Linked DNA regions of Hordeum vulgare: region 1 is linked to region 2. The links are chromatin contacts, called in public Hi-C maps. All regions are on one chromosome and are shown on one strand. The core of a region is the stretch at or near the end of the contact, and the rest is flanking DNA. Distances in the headings are between cores, read along the strand shown. Region 1 holds the start of LOC123444410 (ras-related protein RIC2-like). Region 2 overlaps LOC123444409 (probable sugar phosphate/phosphate translocator At1g06470).

The links. Hi-C and Micro-C count contacts between places; a contact is called where the count stands out from the background.
Region 1: a contact with region 2 is called in a Hi-C map of seedling, with 5 times the contacts expected there. The contact joins the promoter of LOC123444410 here to the enhancer-like site in region 2. A contact is called at or near these places in 3 of 6 Hi-C or Micro-C datasets (leaf and seedling) and 1 of 1 datasets of contacts at active chromatin or transcription factors (embryo).

Annotation. Positions count from the first base shown.
Region 1 is chr3H:486,800,233-486,807,985 of MorexV3_pseudomolecules_assembly, forward strand. LOC123444410 (ras-related protein RIC2-like) reads left to right here and starts at 2,444. Exons shown (of 2, transcript XM_045121111.1): 1 at 2,444-2,862; 2 at 6,398-7,011. The coding sequence starts at 2,627. The coding sequence ends at 6,827.
Region 2 is chr3H:486,557,462-486,565,008 of MorexV3_pseudomolecules_assembly, forward strand. LOC123444409 (probable sugar phosphate/phosphate translocator At1g06470) reads left to right here. Exons shown (of 12, transcript XM_045121110.1): 8 at 1-155; 9 at 474-560; 10 at 651-745; 11 at 1,248-1,385; 12 at 1,463-1,896. The coding sequence ends at 1,371. Among protein-coding and RNA genes, the nearest start is that of LOC123444409, 8.3 kb to the left of the region's middle. Within about 2 kb of position 2,175, at least 1 of the 3 cell types and tissues checked has open chromatin away from gene starts, as enhancers often do. A contact at or near this core is called in seedling, where this site is marked.

The sequences.
Region 1 (7,753 bases), core at 1,194-3,693, 240 kb after region 2:
GACAAAAATCACTCTCCCTACAAACTTGATGATAATAGTGGTCATGATGAGGGTCGTCTTCCTCACCTCACCCCTACACATACCATCTAAAATAGAAGTATCGATCCAGCAGACCGTTAATGCACACTACATGTGCACGCTTCAAAGTCATCGTTACGCCTTGTGCAAACCTATCTTCGATGCATGATCAATGAAATGATCTTGTTAGCTTGCCGCCAATGCCACCATGATGTGAGCGCTACCGCCCTGCACTCGACCATCATAAGAGTCCGTCGTCAAGACCCGGCTACACCATACCACTCAGACTCGTCGTCTTTGTCTCATGAAGACCACACCGCACCACCTTAGGAACCCTCGGCAAGCAAATGCTCCAAAAATCGATGCCCGTGGGAAGGGAAAACGGCTCCGTGTGTCGCCATCGTCCGATCCACAAGACCCTGATCCGTGATTCCCCTCAAAGCAGTATGGATGGGAAGAAGACAACCACATGAACGAAATGATGCAAATATTCATCGTCCGCCAAGACCGAAGTCGACACGATTTTTATGAGCGGATCCGTGAACGCACAACTGGCCTCCGATCCACAAACTCTGGAAGGTTACATGTCTCCCATATCAAGCGTCGTGGACACCGGAGAAAGCTCAGCCGCCACGTGACTCCGGCGACGAATCCAGTTACGAGATCCCTTGATCCACCGCCCTAGGCACTGTCAAATGAAGCCACCTCTTGCTCCGTTATCCCCAATGGAGACGATGCTATCGCCGTCGCGTCCGGAGCCGCTGCTTTGGGGCCCTCGTGTAGTAGATCTCTACCAAGTCCGCCATCCCCATGTTGTCCCCGGAGCACCACCACGAGGATCAGTCGCAGTAGGAAGATCTCGCATCGCCATGACCGCCCCAATAGGAAGTCGTGCCACAGTCGCGTGTCGCGAAATCCCTGTCGTCCCCTTCACCGACGGCACATGGACTTACCCGACGGTCACCTTTAAGGATTGCGAGGGGAGATGAGAACGGGAAGGGGGTACCGGCGGCAGGGGCTAGGGTTAGCGCCCCCATCGTCCTGGAGGAGGCGATGCGAGGGAGCCACACCTTGTGATGAACTTGCTACTACCTACTAGTCCCTCAACTAATACAAAGTGAGGGAATACACTTTATTTCTCGTTCTCTGCTAGCATCTCAAAGATATTATAGCATCTACAATAGAAGATGTAGATGCAAAAAATAACTAGCTTTTGCAGCTTCGAGGCCCCAAAACGCCGCTTCAAGACATTATGCAGATACAAAAAAAATACATCTGCGAGATGTATCCTATACCACTTTGTGGTGCAATTTTGCATCTTCAACTCGAGGAGATGTAAAGTCGCGTCCGTCCACCAACCACCCAACCGCCACTTCCTTTCCCTTCCGCGCGACCGGCTGCGGCCGCCCAACTCCGCTGCCAGCCAAATCCACTTCAAATCGTCGCCGCTGTCCACCGCCCGACGCCCACACGGGCCCGCCGTTACTTCGCCACCCCACCCCTCGTCCCCAGCCGCTTACCTCGCCCAGGCGCCGCCCAGAGCCGTCGATTCAGTTTCAGCCGTCGATGAATCGAAGTTTCTTCGACGCCCGCGGCTGGCCTAAATGCCTTCGCGTGTGAGGTCTACGATGGGGTAGGCTTCATCCAAGATTAGACCCGTGCCCCCTCCCCCCGCGAGAGATAGTGAAGGCACGCCACTTCGTCTGCTTGATGGCCGCAAGCCTTGCCGTTCTTCCGGCCGTGCGAAGACGCACGCCTGCCACACAGAGCTCCCGACGACACCGGCCATCTCTTTAGTTGTGCAGTCCCCGCCGCTTGCAACCGTTGCCGGCTGTACAGCGGCCGTGCGACGGTCGGTCAGTTTTGCATCTCCAGTTTACATCAACTATTGGAGTTGCCCATTTACATTATCGTTTTACATCATCTGTTGAGGTTGAAACCTTTTTAAAAATATAAAATCACTTTTTGATGATGTAAATTCTATAGCACCTACTTTTGCATCTTCAAATATACATGTTCCAAATGGATCTACATCTTGACTCTCGAGGTAGAGCACAATTTTACACTAAGGTTTAGTTGAAAGCAATGTTTTGTTTCTAAACCTCGGTATTTTAATACTACAATTTTTTATACAATGACAATGTATACTGTAGTTTATGAAAACAATGACATGTTTGGCAATCGAAATATACAGTGTCGTAATAATACTGCAAAAATACTACAGTTTTATGTATATTGTAGTTTATAATACTACAATTTTAATCAGACCCAAACACCTCAAAGTATTTAAAATCATTGTATTTTGACTGTAGTATTCTTGAAATACTTTAAAAATAGTTTGGAACCAAACACAGCCTAAATCATAAAACTGCAGGGGGTTTCGTGCACAAGAACGGCGCACCAAATAAATATTTCAGATTTATTACGACTGCGTAGCAGCAGCAAGGCAGCAAACCCAGTTCACACGGTGTCGCTGTCGCCCATTACTGCTCCGTCGTCGTCCACAGCGACGCCAACGCTGCACCCAGCCAGACCCCGCGAGATCCAGAGCCTAGCACTAGCTGGCCGGGGAGGAGGAAGGTCCAGGACCCGCGAGACAGGCAAGGGGATGGCGGGCAGCGGAGGCGGCGCCTACAGGGCGGAGGACGACTACGACTACCTCTTCAAGGCGGTGATCATCGGCGACTCCGGCGTCGGCAAGTCCAACCTGCTCTCGCGCTTCACCAAGAACGAGTTCTGCCTCGAATCCAAGTCCACCATCGGGGTCGAGTTCGCCACCCGCAGCCTCCAGGTCGACGGCAAGGTCGTCAAGGCCCAGATTTGGGACACCGCTGGCCAGGAGAGGTGCTTGCTCGCCTCCCATCTCTTAATTACTAACTCCTGCCACTTCCTGTTAGTAGCTGTTCAAATCGCTGGTAGTAGTATGCTCGCCAGTATGGATTTGCTTGCTTCCTGATCTGTTTCTTCGGACCCAGGATGCTACCTTCGCTTGGCCATTCATTTGCTCTATCAAATTAGTTTGGTGATGCTGGTAATCTGGTGATTGCTTCATTTTTGTTGCCAGTCTAGACGATCTTGGTATAGTGTGGATCGGAGTGGAGTAGTAAAGCAGTGGCAAATACCAAATGAAGTACTATTGCTTGGTACCCCAACTCAGGTCTGCGTTTCACTTGATTCGTCCTCTAGGTTAGATCGGACACCTACTTGTGATTTAGCTGTTGGACTTTCGTTTCTTACATCTTAGAGTTTAGTGGTTTGGGGTTGAAACCATTGTTGTTGTTCTAGACTTCTAGTGGCTGTGGTGTCTTCTTTTATTGGAGTTCATACATAAACCAGTGGAGAGATGCATCGTGGAATTGTTGGATTATGCACCAGCACACTTGGTGTGACCATGCGAGGGGTGTGATTGGAGAAGGAAAGGTGTGTCACAGGTTTTGGAAGATCTGTTGGTGTGGCCTTGGCGATGAAATGACCACTGCAGAGGGTTATTCTTGCTAGATCTCAGAATAGAAATTGCCACAGAATCACTACGTTTCTGAATCATGTGGGGGTATAATTACACTCGTACAACATAAGTTGGTTCCCAACTTATCTGGCCTGTAGCACGATACAAATGATTTCGATCAGCTAGCTGTCTAGCCAGCAACTGCAGCAGCAGGTCATCGAGACCACTTTAGAGCAGCAACATTCACACAAAAAGAGGGGATGCAGAAAATAAGGAGCAGTTTCGATGCATCATCAGGAAACCCACTGCCTACACTCGGCTCGGACACAGGTTATAGGACGAAAACCTGATTGCGGAAAATAAGGAGCAGTACAAATTGTGACAATAACAGTCTTGATTTGATTTTTTTTTTTTGCTATGCTGTGTGTACAGACTATAGACATACATAAGTCTTTGGTTCATCAAGGGAATTCTTGCCTAATTGATAGAATGATAGGACAAAATGATAGCTCTGTGATTCCCGTTTGAGAATAGAGTGTTCACTAGGAAACAGCTCACACAAATTTGTTTTGTCCATCAACAAATGACTCACATGCTACTGGAACTTGCAAATTGAGAAATTAGATCTGAATGCCATGCAACTGTAATGGGAGACAATCATACAACGCAAAATACAAAATAGGCTAGGGTGGAAAAAAGGACCGCGCCCCCGCATCGTCCCCTGGGGTGACTTGGGTGGCTCCGCCCCTGCCGCTGCTCCAAGCCCCCGCCACGCCTTACTCCCCTCGCCGCTGCCAACCGGACCCCCCCCCCCCCCCCGCAAAGCCCCAGACGGTGGTTGGCGGCGGCGGGTTCTTCTGCATGCCATTTGTGCTCCCACGCATAATTGCCCCTACGCGGATCTCACTTCACCGCGCTGGGTATGCTCTGCCGCCGGCTCGGCCTGCCTCCCCAGCCATGGAACTTCTCATCGTGGGCCGTTGGACACCTTGGCTTCGGTCCTTAGTGTTGTTTCTGGTGGAGGTAGGTGTGCCTGCTTCACGTCCAGGACGGAGCGTCGAGCGTGGCGGCGCGGTGCGGGCTCAGGGCTTGGCCCTGGCGGCGTGGTGGCTGTGTGGAACGGGCTAGGCGCGCCCAGGGCAGCGGCGGGGCTCTGCCAGATCAATTATGGCCTACTTCGGTTGGTGTGCCTTGGGCGGCGCGGGACTGTGGCAGTGCGGGTCGGCCATGTCCAATGGATGGCTTGAGGTTGTCGTGGTGGGGTGACGGTGTCGGCTGCTAGGCACCACGGTGGTGCTGACGCCTGGCCTGACGGAGACAGGCAGGCTGGATCAGTGCGGCGTGGGGGCCTACTACCGTGATTTGACCAAGGTGGCGGTCCTTGTGCTCTTCTCGCATCACGACAACGACATGCAAGATCAGTCCTCCTTGATCTGGCCATTGACGTGTTCCGGGACGACCGTCGGAGATCTTGCCCATGATTTCTAGATCGGTTAGATTCCAGTCGTGCATGCCCATATCAGCCTATGAGGTTCTGAGGGCGTGGCATGAAGCTCTGTTGGACACCTTGGGATATGTCGGCTTCTCGATTTCCATGGTGAAGACAGCGATGGAGAAGGTCATGGCGGCCAAGATCGGAGAATCAGTTAGACAGTCGGAGCCTTGGAGGCAATGGAGTCAGCCTGGTGTCAGATAACTCTCAGGAGCAGCAGTGATAAGTGGGGGCGGCAACACTGGCGGTTTTCATTTTTGGGGTCTCCTCAGGTGCCGAGCCGTGACTTTCAAGGTGAAAACCTGAGGTCTGACCTTCATTGGTCGTGCCTGGCTATTACCTTGTTCAAGGAATTGTTTTGAGAGCGTGGACTTTCTCCGGGGTTAAAACCCAAGATCTTTGATCCTGCAACAACGACGCTTGTGCAGTGTTCCCTTCTTGGAGGCATTACTTTTGGAGACCTTTTATGTTTTTTGGGTGTTGTATTAGGTGGTGGAAGGTGTGCTGCTGTTGAGAGGAGTCGATCGCTATGGCGGGACCTTTCTTTTTTTATTTTCTTGTTTGGTTGTGTGTATCCTGGATGTCCTTGTGACATCTTGTAGGTGTAGAGGCTGGATGTAATTGGTATCTTCGCAATATTAATATATTCCCCCCTTTCAAAAAAAAGGCTAGGGTGGAAACAGATACTTTTCTCTAATTTATCAATAAAACTCGCCTATTATTACATTTTTCCACGGCGGTTTATTTTCCCTTTGTATGATGTCTAACTCATGGTATACTTGTGGGATATCTTCTGTTTAGCGCGTTAATACATGTACCTTGTAAGTCCAGTATCCCCTCTCCTATTCTTCAAGACACCTTGATTACCATTTAGATATAGACTCGTACTTGCCAACATTTGTTCTGCTTCACCGCTGGCTTCTTAGAGATAGACTCGTATGCTTTTACCGAAGGAACATTACTTGTTACTTCTATGACCTCTGAGGATACTGACTATGAAGTTTCGAATTGTTGCTCAAGCCCACCATGTTGCTGTTGTTTATCTGGTTTTGGTGGAGAGGAAAAATTGTGGCTGCCTATCCCATGTCTCTTGCCCTTATCGGTGGCACCGCTAGCAGTTGCCACATGAATTCAATTATTCTGTAGTTTCATCACTAACAAAGCTTTCATCCTTGACATACAAAGTGTATATTTTATGACATTTGACATGGAAATACCACCTTGGCTAAGAGATCGTGCCATTCATTCTGAGATCTGCTGCATTGTATGATATTCGATGTTCACAACATTTATTTTAACTCTTGTACGTAATTGCTGTTTCTGTAGATCATTTTTAGCACGACTGGTGGAATCAACACTAGGTCACTAGTAGCACCCTTTTTTTTCCATCCCTTTTTAGCTCAGTTATATGATTGCCTGATATTTTTCTGTTCTTTTCTCAGATACCGTGCTATTACGAGTGCCTATTATAGAGGAGCAGTAGGTGCGTTGCTGGTGTATGATGTCACTCGCCGTGCTACATTCGACAATGTGGCGCGCTGGCTAAAAGAGCTAAGAGATCATACTGACCCTAGCATTGTTGTCATGCTAGTTGGCAACAAATCTGACCTTCGCCACTTGGTGGCTGTTTCAACTGAAGATGGGCAGGAATATGCTGAGGCGGAGTCACTGTACTTCATGGAAACATCTGCATTAGACGCGACAAATGTAGACAACGCTTTCTCAGAAGTTTTGACTCAGATATACCGTATTGCGAGCAGGAAGACGGTTGATGCAGGAGACGACGGCTCATCTGCCCCAAGCAAAGGGGAGAATATAAATGTGAAAGACGACGTGTCTTCGCTGAAGAGAGCCGGCTGCTGCTCAAGTTAGGGTATAGATGCATTATTATTTGTTACGTTTTCTACCAGTTGGTGTATCTTGTATTGCAACAAAACAGATTTACTGATTCTCTCATTTTGCTGCGGTTATGGTGATGGTTAGGTTGGTTCAGCTTTCACCTGAAACTGGTATGTCAGATTGATTATGATATTCTGCAAGTAATTTGTTTACAGTAGGATCTGAGCAATATCTCACTGTTTATTTTTATTGGAATCATGTAGGAATACTGCATGTTAGTAAGATAAAAATACTCCCTCCGTTTCTAAATATTAGTCTTTTTCGAAATTTCATTAGGTGACTACATATGAATGTATATAAACATACTTTAGAGTATAAATTTACTCATTTTGTTTCATATGTAGTCCTCTAGAGAAATCTCTAAAAAGACTTATATTTAGAAACGGAGGGAGTAGAAAGTACCAGCAGGCTAAGAATCCTGCATAAGTACAGAAAACACACTAAAAAGGACCTCGGAACTGAACACGCAAAATTGAACATTTCCATCACTAGCAGTGGCCCATTGGTGAGCATCGTCATTCATTTGCAATTGGTGTCTGTTCAAACTTAAGCTGTGTTTGATTGAGTTGCAGATTCTGTAAAAGTTGTGGGAAGCTGTGAGTTTCAGCTGTGGACAAGTTGAAAGCTGTTTGACTGATACAACCGTGAAACTGTAGATTTGACTGTGAATTGTCTGTAATGATCCTGAGTTGGGAGTCAATATTTTTATGTTCATATATGAATTCAGAGCTAACACATGAATTCAACAATTATACTTTCATGTTGCATATTACATATAAATAGATATTGACCCTACTGTGAATAGTATCCATGAAAAGAGAGAAATTTTTGGAAGAGGATGGATAGGGATGAGTGATGGAGGGTGGAGGGAGGGGAGAGGAGGAAGGAGTCCCAGTTCA
Region 2 (7,547 bases), core at 925-3,424:
ATGTTACCCCGGTGATGGCAATAACAACTGCAATTATTTCCATTGCCATGGATCCATGGCATGAGGTCAGAGCAAGTCACTTCTTTGATAGTCCAGCTCACACATTAAGAAGCATCTTATTGATGCTTCTAGGTGGTGCTTTGGCATTCTTCATGGTATGGATCAGCTCTTTCCTGGGAAGTACAACATTTATGCCGCAGCATTTGATTACCCATCATTACATTTGTCATGTAAAAAATCCTTTTCTTTTTCGCTGGAACCAGTCAATATACTGTTGGTTCTTACTATTTCATTTTTTTCAAGCCCCGAGAGTATGAATACTTGTAATAACCAATAAGTGCTGTTTGCGGTCATCTATTGTTGGTTTGTCGTTAAGACATGCTTGCAAAGTATTCTTGTTGGTATCTGTAGAAGAAAGTACTCTTTTTAGCATTTTTTATCTGGTTTATAATCACTTAATTTGTTCTTTGAAGGTTTTGACAGAATATGTTCTCGTTTCTGTAACAAGTGCTGTAACAGTGACCATAGCTGGGATTGTCAAGGAAGCTGTCACAATTTTGGTATTGATTTCCCACTCTATAATTACTTTCAATGAATTTATCTTTGTTCATGCATATAAGTGTGACTTGTGATGCCAAACAATCCGACAGGTTGCTGTGCTTTTCTTCAATGATCCATTTACCTGGTTAAAGGGATTTGGACTAGCAACAATTATATTTGGTGTCAGCCTTTTCAATCTGTACAAGTGAGTTGAAATTCATTTTTTCTATGTTCAAATATTTGTTGTTCCAAGTTATCTTATTACCAGTCTGTATTTTACGACTCACTGAATCAACTTCAGATTTCTTACTATGTTTACATGCCAACTTTTTTGGGGAGTAAATTTTTTAAGAGGAGTCAAACTTATTTATTTGCTGCTGTCCACATTTTTTTTCTTCTTATTTGCAAGTCAATGAACTTGCTATGTCATGCCACCTTGTACAGAGAGAAATGCAATAAAACTAACTACTACTCCCTCCTTCCCAAAATAAGTGTCGCAAATTTAGTACAAAATAAGTGTCGCAAATTTAGTACAAATTTAGTACTAAATTTGCGACACTTATTTTGGGACGGAGGAAGTATAAAAGAGCCATAAGAAAACACTGATCATAATTTGACTACGAAAGCATAAAGTGGGAATATAAGAGTAAGTTAATTTCTGATGTGTTAGTATGGTTATTCTGACTATTCTCTTGTGATATATGAAGGTATCATAAATTCAGGAAAGACCACCACAGTAAACATGTTGACCCAAATTTCCATTCTTCCAATGGTGCCTCAAAATATGTTATCATTGATGATGATATTGAAGATCAGGATGATACAGGCTGATCCAAGTATAGAAGGTGGATAATTGAATGAATAGTTTACATTGTTTGCTATCAGTTCGACATCCGCATTCATTACATTTTCTCCTTTCCAGACAGCGGACCATTTTAGGGGCTGGCGTATACGGCTCAGGACACTGTCACCGACTTTACATCGCTTGGTTTCGGAGGCACCAGTGCTTGCTTGTGTGTTCTTCCACGGCTTTGTGGAGTTATGCTGCATATGCATGGGCATGATGATGATCATGCATAAATCATGTCGCTGATTGAGGAGGGACACACTGATACAAGTAGAAGAAAGATTTTGTTACTCGGAAACAAAAATAGTGCATACCAAGAGCTGTGCAGAAATTGTATATTATATATTGAGAATAAGAATATTTTGCGGTCCGTTAGAAATACAGCCGCTGCGCATTTTACTGGGAGTGTGAAGAGCTCAATTTTGGTGCAACTTGTGAGCCCACCACATATATTGGCATTGCAAAACATATGTTGTTTACTGAGAATGAAAGAAATTAGATTGATGATATATGTTGTACTCCTTAATGTTTTCGCTCATTGACTACACGAGAAAGTGTATATCTTCAGCGCCAAGTTAGAGGATTTCACTTACGAAACTGATACCTTGTTCACTCTTAAATCGCTCTTGCCCGCCTTTATATCTGCCATTTTAGTTATTTCATCAGCATATTATAGCCTGGCTAATGGGTAATGTTCTGTGGTCTGGATGTTCTCCCCACCGTTGTAGCAGCTCGAGGCCAGATTTTCCATCTGCATTCAGCTTTAAATATAGGGTGTGTTTGGTTGCTCACAGACCCATGTAGGTTCGGGGGTGTAAATGTTATCGTTTTGTTTAGCTGGCTTGCATTGTACAGTACAATGTGCACGAATGTTAAAGCACTCCTCAGCCTGGCAGGGGAAGAATGCGGCGGTAATCCATCTCTCAGCCCGGCAGTACCACGTTTTGGACTAAAAAAATGTTTAAAAAATTCAATTTTTTTTCTGATGCAAGATGTTCTTATGTGTTAACTCCCTGCAATTTTTTGCGAAGTTTGAACATTCAGGAGCTTGCGGTAAAAAAACAAAATCATGCATGAATAGTGCCATTTTCAAAAGTTTCTCACACATCCTCGAATATCAAAACTTCACAAAAATTTACAGGGAGTTCACACATAGAAGCATCTTGCATCTTTTTAAACATTTTTTATACCTCAAAACGAGGCACTGTTCATGCCCGGGCTCATCTGAGCCCGGAAGCCAAAACGCCGTGTCCTGCGGCCGAATTGGTAGCTCTAGTGAGTCAGGCTTCGCGCGCGCAGGGAGGGGAAATGCAGTGGTGGAGCTCATGCGAGGAAGGGGATGGCGTGAGCTCAAGCTCATCGCTGAAAAAACGGCGACGATGATTTCATCACCTCCCACTGATTGCCTGATCGTCGTCTTCTCCGAGTTGTTCTCTACTTTCTCCTCACTCTTTCGATGGCTGTAAGTAGCATCACATTTTACTTGTTGTAGCTTAGATCTGTGAGCATATTGTAGATTAGAACATATATGGAGGTAGTATGGTAGGTTATGCAAGTATTGCTTCATGGTGTTCTATGATGATGTGGTAAATTAGATGTTAGTGGTGCCATTTTTTTGGTACGGTATGTTCTTTGTGGGCGTTGATGATGTTCATGGTGTTTATAGTAGATGTTGTAGTGTGTTGAGCTTCGTGAACACTCGGTGATAGTATGGTAAAGGTGGTGTTGTCTTCAGCTTCATGATCATCAATGTGTAATGTGCTACATGTGTTGTTCTTGTTCAGCTAGTCCTGATGCTAACCATTGTAGACATTGACCGACAAAGACTTTAGTGAGACCCTTGTTTTATTGGGCACCCAAATATTTTGCTCTTATGTTGAGGACTCCTCACTACTGCAGGAAGGTACTAAGACGACACATGCATCTGGGACATTTCGATCAAACTGTGTGTGGTTCATGAATCGCAAACGGTATAATCTTAGCTTCGTCGTCAATGACAAGAACTGTGTGCAATGGTTGATCCACCAGACACGATTCAGATGAGACTTGCGTGTGCGATACATGGCATACAGTTGTTTCATATGAACTGGTTGCGATTAGCCAATATAACACAATTGGCTATGCAGATCCAGATGTGTGCGATAGAGGGCACACAGTTCACTTGGTTAAACCGTGTGAGATGATACAACAGAGCACAAACGATTTTGCGTAAGAAGATGTGTGTGATACCTGACAAACAGGTCAATAATCATAATCGCGCGGGAATACCGATAATAATACAAACGATCCCTCCTAACAAGTTGTGTGTCTGTTGTGTACAGACGGTTGCTGGTAAACAATTACCAGCGACTGATGAAATAATTACCGACGTGTTCCTTAGTTTAATCGTATGAGATATAATTTTCTCTGTTTGCACAACATCTATGATGAGTCTGCGAAGGGATCAGCCACCGAGAAGTCATATATCGGCTTGATACAGTGACTTCCAAATAATGTGTCATTTGAAGTTCCAAACTGAATTTCAGCTTCTGTAGATCCTTTTCCATTAAGCTATAGACGCACTCGATGAATAGCAAACCATTCATTTCGGCGCACTAAATATAGGGCAAACCTGATTACCTTGACCACCCTTGCTTTGTGAAAAAAATAACCCGACGATTTCAATTTCTAGTATGGTGCCTCAGTACCGGTTGAAAGTAATTTCTTTGAGATGGAAATCAAAGCATTCGACGTGATTGTTATATTGCGCCACATTTTTCACTCCTCGACCTACTTTTATGTGCAAACGAAGACAACATATGAGTGCCTAGATGCAGTTTTGAATACTACGTGCATCTTTAATTTGTAGGATTTCTAAAGTACACTAGTATATTGACATGTGATCTTCAATCGTTCATGATTAACATCTCAAAAATATGTATTGGAATCCTACAAATTTCCTTTAGAAATCATAGTACATTTATCATCGTAATCATAGGTAAATTACCAACAAATTGAACTCCATTATGGTTAACAATTAACAGAAAGGGAGCATCACCTTGATGCATGGCTTCTTCATGTTCTAAAAGCATATAAAGATTCTAATAACTTCATCCATATTGGGGCCGATGGGTTGTAGTGCCAGGTTCTTCACTGTGTGTAGAGACAGGGTGAAGCACGTGGGAATTAATTTCTAGACGATAGCCAAACATATATCAACAAAAAATAGATAAAACACGATGTACAATAAGAAGAAGGAGGAGAAGAAGAAGATTGTTGTACCTGAATAGACATGGATCCAATAACAAGTTCGAAGAATTCAACACACGAATAGCCCAACACTGTCAATTTCCGTGCGTCAGTGACCCTGATTCTAGTTGGACCTTCTTTATAAAGTAGAAACAATCTCTTAAGGAAAGGTGCATTCTCAATGACCATATCATGAAACACCTCAACTGACCGTATGTTGCGGCACCAGCCATGCACATAAATGGTACAGGCATTTGTCATAGCGATGTGGAGGCTAATGAACCCAAACATCACCTAAAGACGAAGGTATTCGAGCGTTGTCATCCCCTGCCCTAGGTTGTCATAGCGACATATTCCATAATAAAGGTTGCTATCCTAAGGAGCAATATAAAGTGACGTTCATTTACATTAAGAGCTTGTGCATCCAAATAAAAAATGCATGACAACCCCTGCTTCCCTCTACGAAGGGCATATCTTATACTTTCATGTATTTACTTTTATGCAAGAGTCATTAATGTGCATCCCTATTCCATCCTTCTTTACTCTCTACTTGGCAAGCATCATGTGCTAGGGAAAGATTCAGACATATATATCCAGCTGGATATAGGTGATCACGAGTCATTATTGTTGACATTATCCTCGAGATAAGTAGTTGGGTGGTTAAAAATTATAAACCATGTGTTAGGTTGATGCTTTTGTTTCAAAAATATGACATGAGTATCAACAATCATAGAAGACTATATGATAGTTGAGTATGTGAACTTGCTAAACAAAGTTCTGCCATAGACTCCTTTTGAAACATGATGAATTGCAATTGTTTCAATGACTAAGAATATAGCTTGTTAGTTTTCAATAAGGTTTGTGGTTCATACTTTAGCGTGTGAATAGCTTATCACGTGTTCATGAGAAATATATTGCTGCTCTCACAATGTCATGATTCCGTTATGTTCGTATTTTGTTTTTATTTACACCTCTCTCTCTAATCATATGGTCATTATTATCGAGTTTGGCTTTCGCTTGAGGATAAGCAAGGTCTAAGCTTGGGGGAGTTGATACGTTCCATTTTGCATCATGATTTCCTATTGATATTTATAATATTTTCAAGCATTATTTTATTTTAAATACTTATATCTTTTCTCTCTTATTTTATAAGGTTTACACAAAGATGGAAATCACCAAAAACTGGAATTCTGTACCTGAAAGGCTACGGAAAAGTTGGAAAGTTTTTGGACTCCAAATTACCTGAAACCTCATGAAGAATTTGTATGGAATATATAAGAATTATTGAAGCAAAGAAGTACCAGAGGGTTCCCACCACCTGCCCACAAGGTAACAGCCCCCCCCCCCCCCCCCCCCCGCGGGCGTGCCCTGATGCCTTGTGGGTCTCACAGGCGGCCCCGAGTGCCCATCTTCTGCTATATGAAGGGTTTTGACCAAGAAAAAAAAATAAGAGGAATACTTTTGGGTTGCAGCGCTACCATCTCGAGGTGGAACCTTGGCAGGAGCACTTTTTCTCTATGACACAGCGATTCTGTCAGGGAAACTTCTCTCCAGGATGGGGAAATCAAAGCCATCGTCATCACCAACGCTTCCTCCTTCATGGGAGGACCAATCTTCATCAACATCTTCACCATCACCATCTCATCTCAAACCCTAGTTCATTTCTTGTATTCAATCTTTGTCTCAAAACCTCAGATTGGTACCTGTGGGTTGCTAGTAGTGTTAATTACACCGTGTAGTTGAAGCTAGTTGGCTTATTGGCTAGAATATTATTTGTTCCGATCCTTAATGATATTCAATTATTATCTCATCTTGAACATGAACATGCTTTGTGAGTGGTTACTTTCATTCTTGAGGACATGGGATAAGTCTTGTTACAACTAATCATGTGATGTTGGTATTCATTCGATATTTTGATGATATGTATATTGCTCTTCCTTTAGTGGTGTCATGTGAACGTTGACTACATGACACTTCACCATACTTGGGCCTAAGGGAAGACATTCTCGATTAATAAGTAGAGGATGGGTTGCTAGAGTGACAGAAGCTTAAACCCTAGTTTATGCGTTATTCCGTAAGGGGTTGATTTGGATCCATATGTCTCATGCTATGGTTAGACTTATCTTAATTCTTATTTCATAGTTGCAGATGCTTGTGAGAAGGGGTAATCATAAGTGGGTTGTTTGTTCAAGTAAGAGTAACACCCAAGCACCGGTCCACCCACATATCAAATTATCAAAGTAACGAACACAAATCAATTAAACATGATGAGCGTGACTAGAAGGCAATTTCCATGTGTCCTCGAGAAAACTTTGCTTTATATAAGAGAACTTTCTAGCCTGTCCTTTGCTATAAAAAGGATATGACCACTTTGCTACACCTTAGTTACTATCGTTACTTGTTACCTGTTACAAATTATCTTGCTACATAACTATCTATCATTCTTACTTACAACACTTGGAGAGAATACCTTGCTGAAAACTGCTTGTCATTTACGTCTGCTTCGAGTTGGGTTCGACACTCTTACTTATGGAAAGTATGATGATTGATCCCGTTTACTTGTGGGTCATCGATACTCTTTACTGGCGTCATTGCCGGGGAGTGAAGCGCCTTTGGTAAGTGGAATTTGGTAAGGAAACATTTTTTGCTATTTGTTGAAATTTACTATTGCGTGTTACTATGGAGGATAATCCTTTGAGGGGCCTGTTTGGGGTATTCTCACCTCAAACGTAAGTTGAAAAGACTTCTCGTCAACCTACTGAACCTATTCAAAATATTAATATGAAATTCCTTTGGATATGTTAGAGAAACTACTAGCTAATCCTTATGCAGGAGATGGAACAACTCATCTTGATTTGCACTTGATATATAAATGAAATTTGTGGATTATTTAAGCTTACAGGTTTATCCAAATATAGAATTAAGAAGGTAT